Regions from separate parts of the Mus musculus genome. Here region 1 is linked to region 2. A link is a contact called in public Hi-C data. All regions are on one chromosome and are shown on one strand. Each heading gives the region's core, a stretch centred on a gene start, on an enhancer-like site or on the middle of the called end of the contact. The rest is flanking DNA. Distances are from core to core; before and after follow the strand shown.

What was found. Hi-C and Micro-C count contacts between places; a contact is called where the count stands out from the background.
Region 1: a Hi-C map of cerebral cortex shows a contact between it and region 2, with 4 times the contacts expected there. The contact joins two enhancer-like sites. A contact is called at or near these places in 5 of 39 promoter capture datasets (the HPC-7 cell line, embryonic stem cells, liver and 2 more), 2 of 15 datasets of contacts at CTCF or cohesin (the G1E-ER4 cell line and embryonic stem cells), 81 of 484 Hi-C or Micro-C datasets (the Ba/F3 cell line, DN3 thymocytes, ECoMG-derived neutrophils and 38 more), 3 of 115 datasets of contacts at active chromatin or transcription factors (bone marrow-derived dendritic cells, embryonic stem cells and kidney) and 1 of 9 other capture datasets (adipose tissue).

What each region holds. Positions count from the first base shown.
Region 1 is chr9:35,165,503-35,170,080 of GRCm38.p6, reverse strand. The region is part of intron 2 of Dcps (decapping enzyme, scavenger); the gene reads left to right. Among named protein-coding and RNA genes, the nearest start is that of Dcps, 8.2 kb to the left of the region's middle. Within about 2 kb of position 2,575, at least 52 of the 459 cell types and tissues checked have an H3K27ac peak or open chromatin away from gene starts, as enhancers often do. A contact at or near this core is called in cerebral cortex, where this site is marked.
Region 2 is chr9:34,859,231-34,863,531 of GRCm38.p6, reverse strand. All of the region lies in intron 1 of Kirrel3 (kirre like nephrin family adhesion molecule 3), which reads right to left. It overlaps Gm45955 (a long non-coding RNA gene), which reads left to right. Exons shown (of 4, transcript XR_003948314.1): 3 at 1,674-2,532; 4 at 3,306-3,431. Among named protein-coding and RNA genes, the nearest start is that of Gm33561, 6.2 kb to the right of the region's middle. Within about 2 kb of position 2,436, at least 8 of the 459 cell types and tissues checked have an H3K27ac peak or open chromatin away from gene starts, as enhancers often do. A contact at or near this core is called in cerebral cortex, where this site is marked.

The sequences.
Region 1 (4,578 bases), core at 1,326-3,825, 310 kb before region 2:
GTGTGTGTGCAGTGCCCACAGAAGCCAGAAGAGAGTGTTAGGTCTCCTGGGACTTGAGTTACAGAGACTTAGGAGCTGCTATATTGGAGCTAGGAATTGAACTTGAGTCTCTGGAAGAGCAGCCATTGCTTAAATACGGAACCGTCTCTCTAGCCTTGAAAGCATTTTTTAATTTACCAAAAAGGTAATCATTCTGTGCCTCAAGAAAGACATGATATGTCAAGATCTTGTAGGCAGTATATGAGGGATATGGGTTGACCTTCATGGTTCCCATCCAGGAAGTTCTAAAATGCTTTGGACACATGGTGTGTTGTAATTTGCCCCTCAGCGTTTAAGAACAAGTCAGCTTCCCAGATATCCTGTCCCAGTGTCATTTTCAATAGTATTTTCTACAGCTCTATAACTGAGGGCTATTGTTATTCTTTGAAAATGCATGTGATCACTTGATATAAGACAAGCAAACCTTTCAGAGCAGACAGCACAAGAGCCTCCTTTTCTCTGAAAGATAGCCAGATTTTTTGGCTTAAGTTGATGGAAATGGACAGCTGCATTTATTTTCTTAAGTGTTGACCTTTAAGCAAATGTATTCTTTGACGCGGGGCAGCAGCATGACAGAAGGCACTGTAGCCAGAACTACCTGACCTAAAGCCACCTAGGCCATTGCTTACTGTCATTCCACTTGTCTCCTCCCAGCTCTTCCACTGACATCCCCATCCCTAGCCAGAGCCCACAAGGTCCTGTGCTGAGATCACCCCTGGTGCATTCACAAAGTCTTCCTCCCACCCCCTACCCTCCACCCCACCACAGTACTTCTGCGACACTGCACAAGATGAGTATTGAAAGTGGCAGTTGGTGAGGGCTCCTCCTGACCCAGTCCCACGTGTCTCCATAACCCTTTCCCCATGATCACCCAAACCTACCTGGGATGGGAGCTCTTCTCTCCCTGTCTCCTTAGCAGATGGACTTTGTTTTGTGGGCTTGCCTTCCCTATCTAGTCCTAGCATGGAGATTTGGAAGTCACAACAGTTGGATTCAGGGCCTGAACTGTGCTTCTCCCTTATTGACTTATTTATCCTGCCCATGGGTGACTTTATAAATAATAAGTTGGCAGATTCATTCTATAAAGAACCAAAGTAAATATCCTAGGCTTTGTGAGGCATGAGTGGTTTCCTCCTCTTTGTTTTTCTTTCTCCACACCTCTAATAATGAATGTATCACTTCCAGCTTGCTGGGTGTTCACTCAGGTGGTAAGTCAAATAGAACCCGCTGGTCATCGCTTCCCAGTCTGTTTTCCAGGTTTTTGCCATTCAGAATGTGGTCTGTGGAGTGGTACTGTGAGCACCACCTAGGTGCTTCTCAGGCACAGAATTCCAGACTCTATTGCAGACTACAGAACTCAGCCCTTGTGCTAGCTGGACTTCCGTACAAGTCATATGGACATTATAGTTAGAAAGATATTAGTCTTTAAAAGACACTGTTTGCTGGGGATGCCTGCCATTATTTCTCATTCTTGGCCTTTCCAAAAACCTTCAGCTGGTATTGAAATAAATTTGTGGTTTGCATTTGAAGTTCTCATAGGTACTGCATAGGTGAAATTCAAGAATATATTTGTGCATTATTCAGAAGCAGTCAGCATCTATTTAGTAGTAGTTACTATGATTATTTTGGTGTGCTGGCCTCAGTGCTAAGTACCGTTGCTTCAGAGTCCAGTAAGATGCTATCTCTGACCTTAGGCATGTTTAGGGCAGGGCAAGAGGGCTGTGAGTTATTGTGAAGAGACAGAGAGACAAATGCTGTGGGTCCTCCTACCTGAATGGAAACTTTGGATAAGAGTTCAGCTTTGGGCATAGGCCTGTAGTCCTAGCTCCTGGAAAGGTGAAGCAAAAGGCTCAAATGTGTGGGCCATAGAGGGAGTTCAGGACTGGCCTGAACAATTTAGTGAGATGCTGTCTGAAAATAAAAAGTGAAAGAACACTAAGGTTGTGGCTTAACAGTGGAGTGCTTGCACGGGTCTGAGGCCCTAGGTGTAATCCCCTTTACTACATGTAGGAAGACAGGCAATCACGTCATAGGCGGTTAAGGAGAAGCTCTTCATGTGCTGGTCTTTGACAGCTTGTCTATCTCCCAGTGCTTGACAGTTGTGGTAGCAACCATGCAGCCGGCAGGCATTCAAGCATGCAGACACAGTGTTCCATCCAGTCCTTGTTCAGGCCTCAGATATCAAGACCCTTAGCTCAGAGTGTTAGAGTTCTTGTGTAAGTCAGTATTCCATAGCATTTGATACTAGCCAGTGTTGCAGCTTTTGTCTTAGGGTGTCTGATAATGTTGATTTTAATGAGTTCATGGTTTCCAGGAGCTCTTCTAGCGAACAGAGCCCGTAGTTCCTCCTATCTGTCTCCTTATTAGTCTTTTATCCCTTTTCACCTCTGCCCCTTCTTGTCTTCTCCCTTCTTAAAAAAAAAAAAATTTGTATTTTACATATGTGGGTGTTTGTTTGCATGTGTGTCTAAGTACCATGTGTGGTCAGTGCCTTTGGAGGCCAGCAGAGGACATTAGATTTCTTGGAACTGGAATTACAGATAGTTGTAGGGATCACGTGGGAGCTGGGAACAAACCCTAATCCTGTAGAGGAGCAGCCAGTGTTGTTAACCACTGAGTTGCCTCTCCAGTCCCCGTCTCTCTTCTCGCTTCTCTCCCCCTCCTTTGCTCTGTCCACTCGTGAACTGTCTGGCTGCTGCCACCCTGGCCACTGTGCTGTGCCTGTTGCTTTTTCTTTGTGTTTCCATCTCTGCTCCATTAACAAAAGTAGGCAAGAAAAGACCACTTACGAGAGGACATTTGTTGGGAATAATTGGGCAGAAGAATGTCTCCTAGCCTATCTGCTTATAGAGCCAAGGAGGGGATCATGCAAATGAACGTTTGTGTCCCCATGAATTGAGGCATTGTTCCTCCTGTACCAGTCACAGCAGCCCCTCAGCATCCATCAGGATAATTGTTCTCTCTAGCCCGAATAGACCTGGTTACAGAATATCACAGCCTACTGAGGGTTGTGATGGCAGGAACTCGGATACAAACTGTTTGAACCGGTTGTGGCTGGAGCTGCACCTTCAGGAGCTGGCAATCATTTCTCAGTTTACTTGAGTGAACTGAGTACTGCTCACAGCCAGAGAGGGAATTGGGGGAAAAAAAAATCACAGCACACTTCACATGCACAAGTAGTCCTTTTGCTAGGTCATTAGAATTAGTGACCTGTGGCCTCTGGCCTGTGGGTAAATGATTGCCAAGTCCTCTAGAGTTCAGCAATGTAATAGAAAAAAAAAATCTAGTCATAAACTATTTGAAATAGCCAAAGCTAGCTGGGGCTGCCCATCAGGAACCAGACAATTAGCTGTAATTGTTGTATAGTTTCTTCATGCCATCCCCTGGAACATTTAAAGTGGTCAGCGTTGCCTGGCTGTTTGACTGACCTTTGGTTAAGGCAGCTGGGAGTCCAGCAACTTGAAGTTACAAAGTCAGGTTGCCCATTACCCAGAGGCTTGACTTATTTACAGAAAAATGAACATTAGAAGGCATGTTTACTATAAGGGCTTGCCAAAATTATTATTAGCACTGACATAAATTTTAGCATATTTCAGCAGTACAAGGAGAATAACTGAAGTATCCACAGATTCCTTTTTTTTTTTTCCCTTTGGGACAGGCATTCCATAGCCACAAGGTGTCAGTGTTACCAAAGTATTCTGACTATTAGCTCTCCAGCACCAGGCATCCTAGTCAGGACCTACCTAGAGCCTGTGTGACGCCCGCCCCTGCCTCCACCCCTGCCCTGACCACCCCCCCCCCCCAGTCCCCCATGCTTCTCTGTTCTCAGCTTCTGAATTACAGCTCACTGTGGCCTATCCCATGGACCTTAAAGTGAAATTCCTGCAACTTTAGTCCTCTGTGCCCAATACACTGTTGTATCTTTTTTTTCTGTTTGTTTGTTTTTGTTTTGCTGATCCCTGGCTCTTCTCAGCCTTTTCTAAGCAGGCTGCTGTCCTGGACTCAGCATCAATCATGTTTGATGGATTTCTTTTGGTATTTCTTCCATGACTGGTGATGTTTTCCTCTTATGCAAACCTGAGAGTATGCAGTCTCCTCTCCCATTTTTTTCCCTCCAGATTCTCAGCTCACCAAAGTAAGTAGCCTAGAGTTAGTCCCTCATGGTTCCTTACACCAGTGGCCCAAGGAGGGAGCATGGGCTTGGGAACTAGGCTTGCTTAGGCCATGTCCCAGAGTTAATCCCTAATAGCATCGTTCCTCTGTACAGCCACAGCAGCCCCTCTGCATCCATCAGGATGGAGGTTCCCTTTCTAGCCTTAGACCTGGTTATAGGATATCACAGCTTACTGAGGGTAAGGAGTAAATGTGGGTTCAGGCAGACTTGGGGGGTGGAGGCCTGGCTCTGACATCGGCCATTGGAAAGGCCCAGGGCATTCTTGTTCACTTAACACTTGAAGTTCTGCTCTATCCAGATGTTCTAGTAGGTGAGTCCAAACAGCATGTGTCAATTGTCTTTGGGTTTTGAGGGGAAGACAGACA
Region 2 (4,301 bases), core at 1,187-3,686:
ACCAGGGACACAGGCAGAAGGGACTATCACTGGTTCTCTCTATTCATTTTTTAGCATGGGAGAAGGAGGCACTCACTCAATGTCTCTGGGCAGGACACAGGCAGCTGCCATGTGACCCAAAGGCATATAGATATCAGATCCTATTTGACTTTGGATCCAGTTGGCTTCTCACTATCTCTGTGACTTTGGGTAACTTATCTCATCTCTCTGAGCCTTCTTCTTTCTACATGTAATTCGGAGGAGAGTGTGTGTTTGCCTCACAGTGCTGTTGGGAGCATTCTACAAGAGGCAGACCGAGCTCAGAACAGTGCCTAGCATATAAACTCTCAAATCAGAAAGGGGATCGGGAGTCTTCATAAGCCACCATTTAGTGTCGAGTGCACATACGTGGACTCTGTAGCTGTGCTGCCTGAGTTTAGAGCCATGTTGGGAGACACTGGGTAAGTAACATAACTCTTCTGGGCCTTAGTGTCCTAATCTGTAAATGCTAGGAAACTGCTAACACTTATCTTCTTGGGTTGTTGATTGGATTAGACATGTGGGTATACAGATGGACTTCAACGATGTAGTAATGACCCAGAAGATGCTAGAGATTCCTAATACTAATAGGATTATTTCATAGGACCATGGGGGAAAGGAAGTCCAGACATCCTGGGGTCTGCTGTTCATGGTTTGCCACCTTAGAGTGGTCACTGGGCCAAATCCCAGATGGCTCCACACTTTGACAGCAGCGGGGATCCTGTACACCACCGCAGGATGGGAGGCAAGGCAAGGTGACCTCAGAGTGAGGATGGAGAGAGCCAGTCCAGGTTTCCAACATTTGTAACTTGGTTCACAGTAGGCTGTGAGGGGAGGAGACTCAGAGCATGTTTATCCTTCTGGGGACATTTCCCTAGAACCCTGTAGGGGCATTAAAACTTTAACACACACACAACACGCTCGTTTTTCTCCATGTACATTCCCCCAACCCTGCTGCCATTTCTTCGCTAGAAGTGCAGGCTGATCAAAGACAGGAAGGCATCTAAGGGTGGGATGCCATGGGTGTGGGGGAGGTAACCGGGTGAAGTGAGCCACTTTGGAGCTGGACTGCTGCTACTCAGCCTGGTACTCATAGTGATATGCCCTCTCATCTGCCTCGTTAAACATTTATTTCTTATTCCCTACCAAGAGGAGAGTCTCTCCAGCAGCCGGGCTTACCTGGAGGCTGTGGAGTGGCCAGAACCTTCCAGGAGGCCAAGGAATCTTTGGGGTCTAGCCACGAGGACGAATAGGGCAGTCCACTCCATGAGCTCAGCTCCATGATAGAGCTGAGATTAGCTGCTGTCTCTTTCACAGAGAAGGAAACTGAAACGTGAGTGGCCAGGCACAGATTTTGCCTTAATGCCAAACTGTAGATGGTTTGAACAGAACCATCAGGTCTGATTGGGCTGGGTCTGCTTTCCGTTTTAAGTGTGCCAGCTCTTCGATGGGAGAGAAAGGACAGACTTGCCTTCCTCTGCCTTCTTCACAGGGTGCAGGCCTCTAGCTGGCCATAGCAGCCTCCTTCCACTGGGGGGAGCAGGCTCTCCACAGGTGGGTCATCTCCTGGGAGCAGGCATTCAGCTCCTGCCTCCAGGTCCAAAGATGTCCTTCCTATTGCTGTTCTTAATTGCTGGCTGTTCTTAATTATGTAGGCATTCAGTGGCTTCTACTGTCCTCAGAGCCCAGACATGACATCCACAGCCTTCCTAGCAAGGTCAAAGCAAAGCTCCCATTCTGCATCCTTCCAGCCATGGCCTCTTCTGCCAGCCACTTTACAGGTGGAGAAACTGAGACCTTCATGACTTGCTGATGGGCCACCTGCCTCCTGGGAGCTCCCCTTCCTTCTCTTTGGGTTTAGTCGAGCAAGGTGAACCTCAGTCACTGATTGAGAGCTTATAGCCCATAGGTGCAGCGAGGCGCCCTGGTCATCACAATGGGGGAGGTGGTTTGGTAAGGGAGAGGGGACTGTCTGGGCACTATCTCGGCTGCTCAGTCTCAGCAGAGTCCAAGGGCATGTGGAGCCCCTGTGAACGATGTCTCTGGCATCATTCTCAGCCCTGTATTTCACCAACCCAGAAGTGTGGGCGTGGTAGCTTGGTTTGTGTACCGATTGTAGAAATGTAGCTGGAGTGAGTGTGGGTGGTAGAGAGCCTCTTTCAGGGCAGGTAGGGAGGAAGGCAGGATTGCAAAAAGGAGAGATTAGAGAAACCCCCATCCAAAAAGCCTCCCACCCACCTGGCAGCCCGTGCAAACATGACTAAAACATACACACACACACACACACACACACACAAACCAAAGGCTTTGTGAGATCTAATTAGTGGACTACATCTAACTCTCAGACTTCCTGAGCAGGGCTCCTCCTCTAGCCCCAGGCTATCTCGAGAATTAAGCTGCCTAAGATCACCTCATTAAATTCACTAACCTTGCTTTTCCGCTACATTTAGCCTCTGGTGCCCTTCCTCTGTCCCTAGGAGGTGCCTGTCTGGCATTCCACCAGCATCTTCCCAGGTAGGTAAAACTACGATTGCCCCTCCCCAAATGGCTTCCTTAGTCACAAAGCTTCTTGCTTTTGAGCTCTGAAGGCACCCTGCGCTGATCAGCTGATCCGGGCACCTGGCCCTGCTGCAATAAGATCCTCCCCTCTCCCCAGTACAGGAATGGGGAAGGAGAAACTAGTTAGAAGCAAAGTGCTGGGTCCCCTTGCCTCCTGGTTACCAGCTCCAGCTTGCATTTCTTGGAGTCTCAGACCTGGTGCTTCTGGCATGGGATGAGCGACTTAACATGGAGGACAAGCTGTGCAGGGGGCATGTCCTCCGAGAACCCTGCAGCCACCTATTGTAGGCAGGCAGGCAGCTCATCGAAGTTGCTTGGCATCCTATTAAATAAATGAGTCACCCCTGTGAGTTGGAGGCAGAGGCAGTCACACCAGAGAGGTATTTGTTGTGAAAGAGATATGGAGGGCAATTAGTACCATAGGAGAGTTGGGGGAAGAGCTAACACCATGGCCAACTTGAACACTACACAGACTGGTGCTAAGCTGAGGAGCCCTAGCTGACTGCCCACTGACTTGCATGTGCCCTATGTGCTGAGGCCCAAATGTCAAGAAGAAATAGGGCCAGGGGCAGCTTCTGATGAACATAAGGAATCAAGAGCCACACCTGTGTGGCTCTAGGCAGCTTGCCCTCAGGTCAGGAGAACTGATGGGTGTCTTCTCCTGGGACTGGTGGCTGAACTGGCTAGACATTATTTATGTGGTACTCATTCTGTATGATTTCCCTTAGACTGTCCTGAGCATGGACAACGGAGCAGAGCTACGCCTGCCTTAAGACGTGCATGAGGCATTCTTCCTCAACCTACCTGAGATGTCAAGACAAACGACTTTGTGAAAGGCAAGTGCAGGGTCACTGCGTGGGGGGGGGGGGAGGGAGGGGTAGTGGACAAATGAGTCTGAATGTAGAACGAGGTGACTGAAAAGGACAATCTAACAGGACACACCAAGACCAAGTTCTCAGTAAAAGGAGATTTATTTGTCACAGAAGGACAAAGGGCAGGGAATAAGAGACAAAGACTGGCAGATAGAGGATGAGGGAGAAGAGAAGGGGCAAGGAAGAGAGGGAGGGGTATTTACCCTGGGAGAGACAAAAGTGTCTCTGGAGAAAGAAGGCAGACATGGCTGATAGGCAAAAGGTAGTTGATAAGGGAACAGGGGGAAACCCTGGAGCGAGAAGGAGATGTTTGATTTTAATTGGGCATGTTAATTAGGGCTGGTAATGGATGGGAAGTGACCAAATAAGGAAATAGACCTAGGTGGCTATGTCGCTAAAGGTATTTAGTAAGGGGGAAGGAAAGGCAGGGACAGTGTCATGTTTGCCATGCTCTGGCCTGCTGGAGCCCTTCAGGGACAGCTTGGCACAAAGCTCTTTTCTGGGAACCTCTGAAGTATGTTTACCTACAGAAACTTGATCCCCAATGGATCTGGAAAGAACTGGGGTAGTGGGTCGTGTCCTGGTGACCATCAACCTTGGCTGCAAGTTGGAATTACCTGAAAGAGCTGTAAAAACTCTGACCCCTAATTCCTGAGCAGAAATGCAGATTTGATTGTTTGGAGGAGTCGCTTTGAGGTGGCAGGCCCAGGGTGATGTAACATGCAGCCAGGGCTGAAAGCCACCCACACATGGGTCCCACTCTTCCTGTGCCAGTTTCTCTGTTGTGAACAGGTCACACCAACTGTCCATTTACTGTGTAACAGAAGATGAGGTAAAATTTTTATAAACATA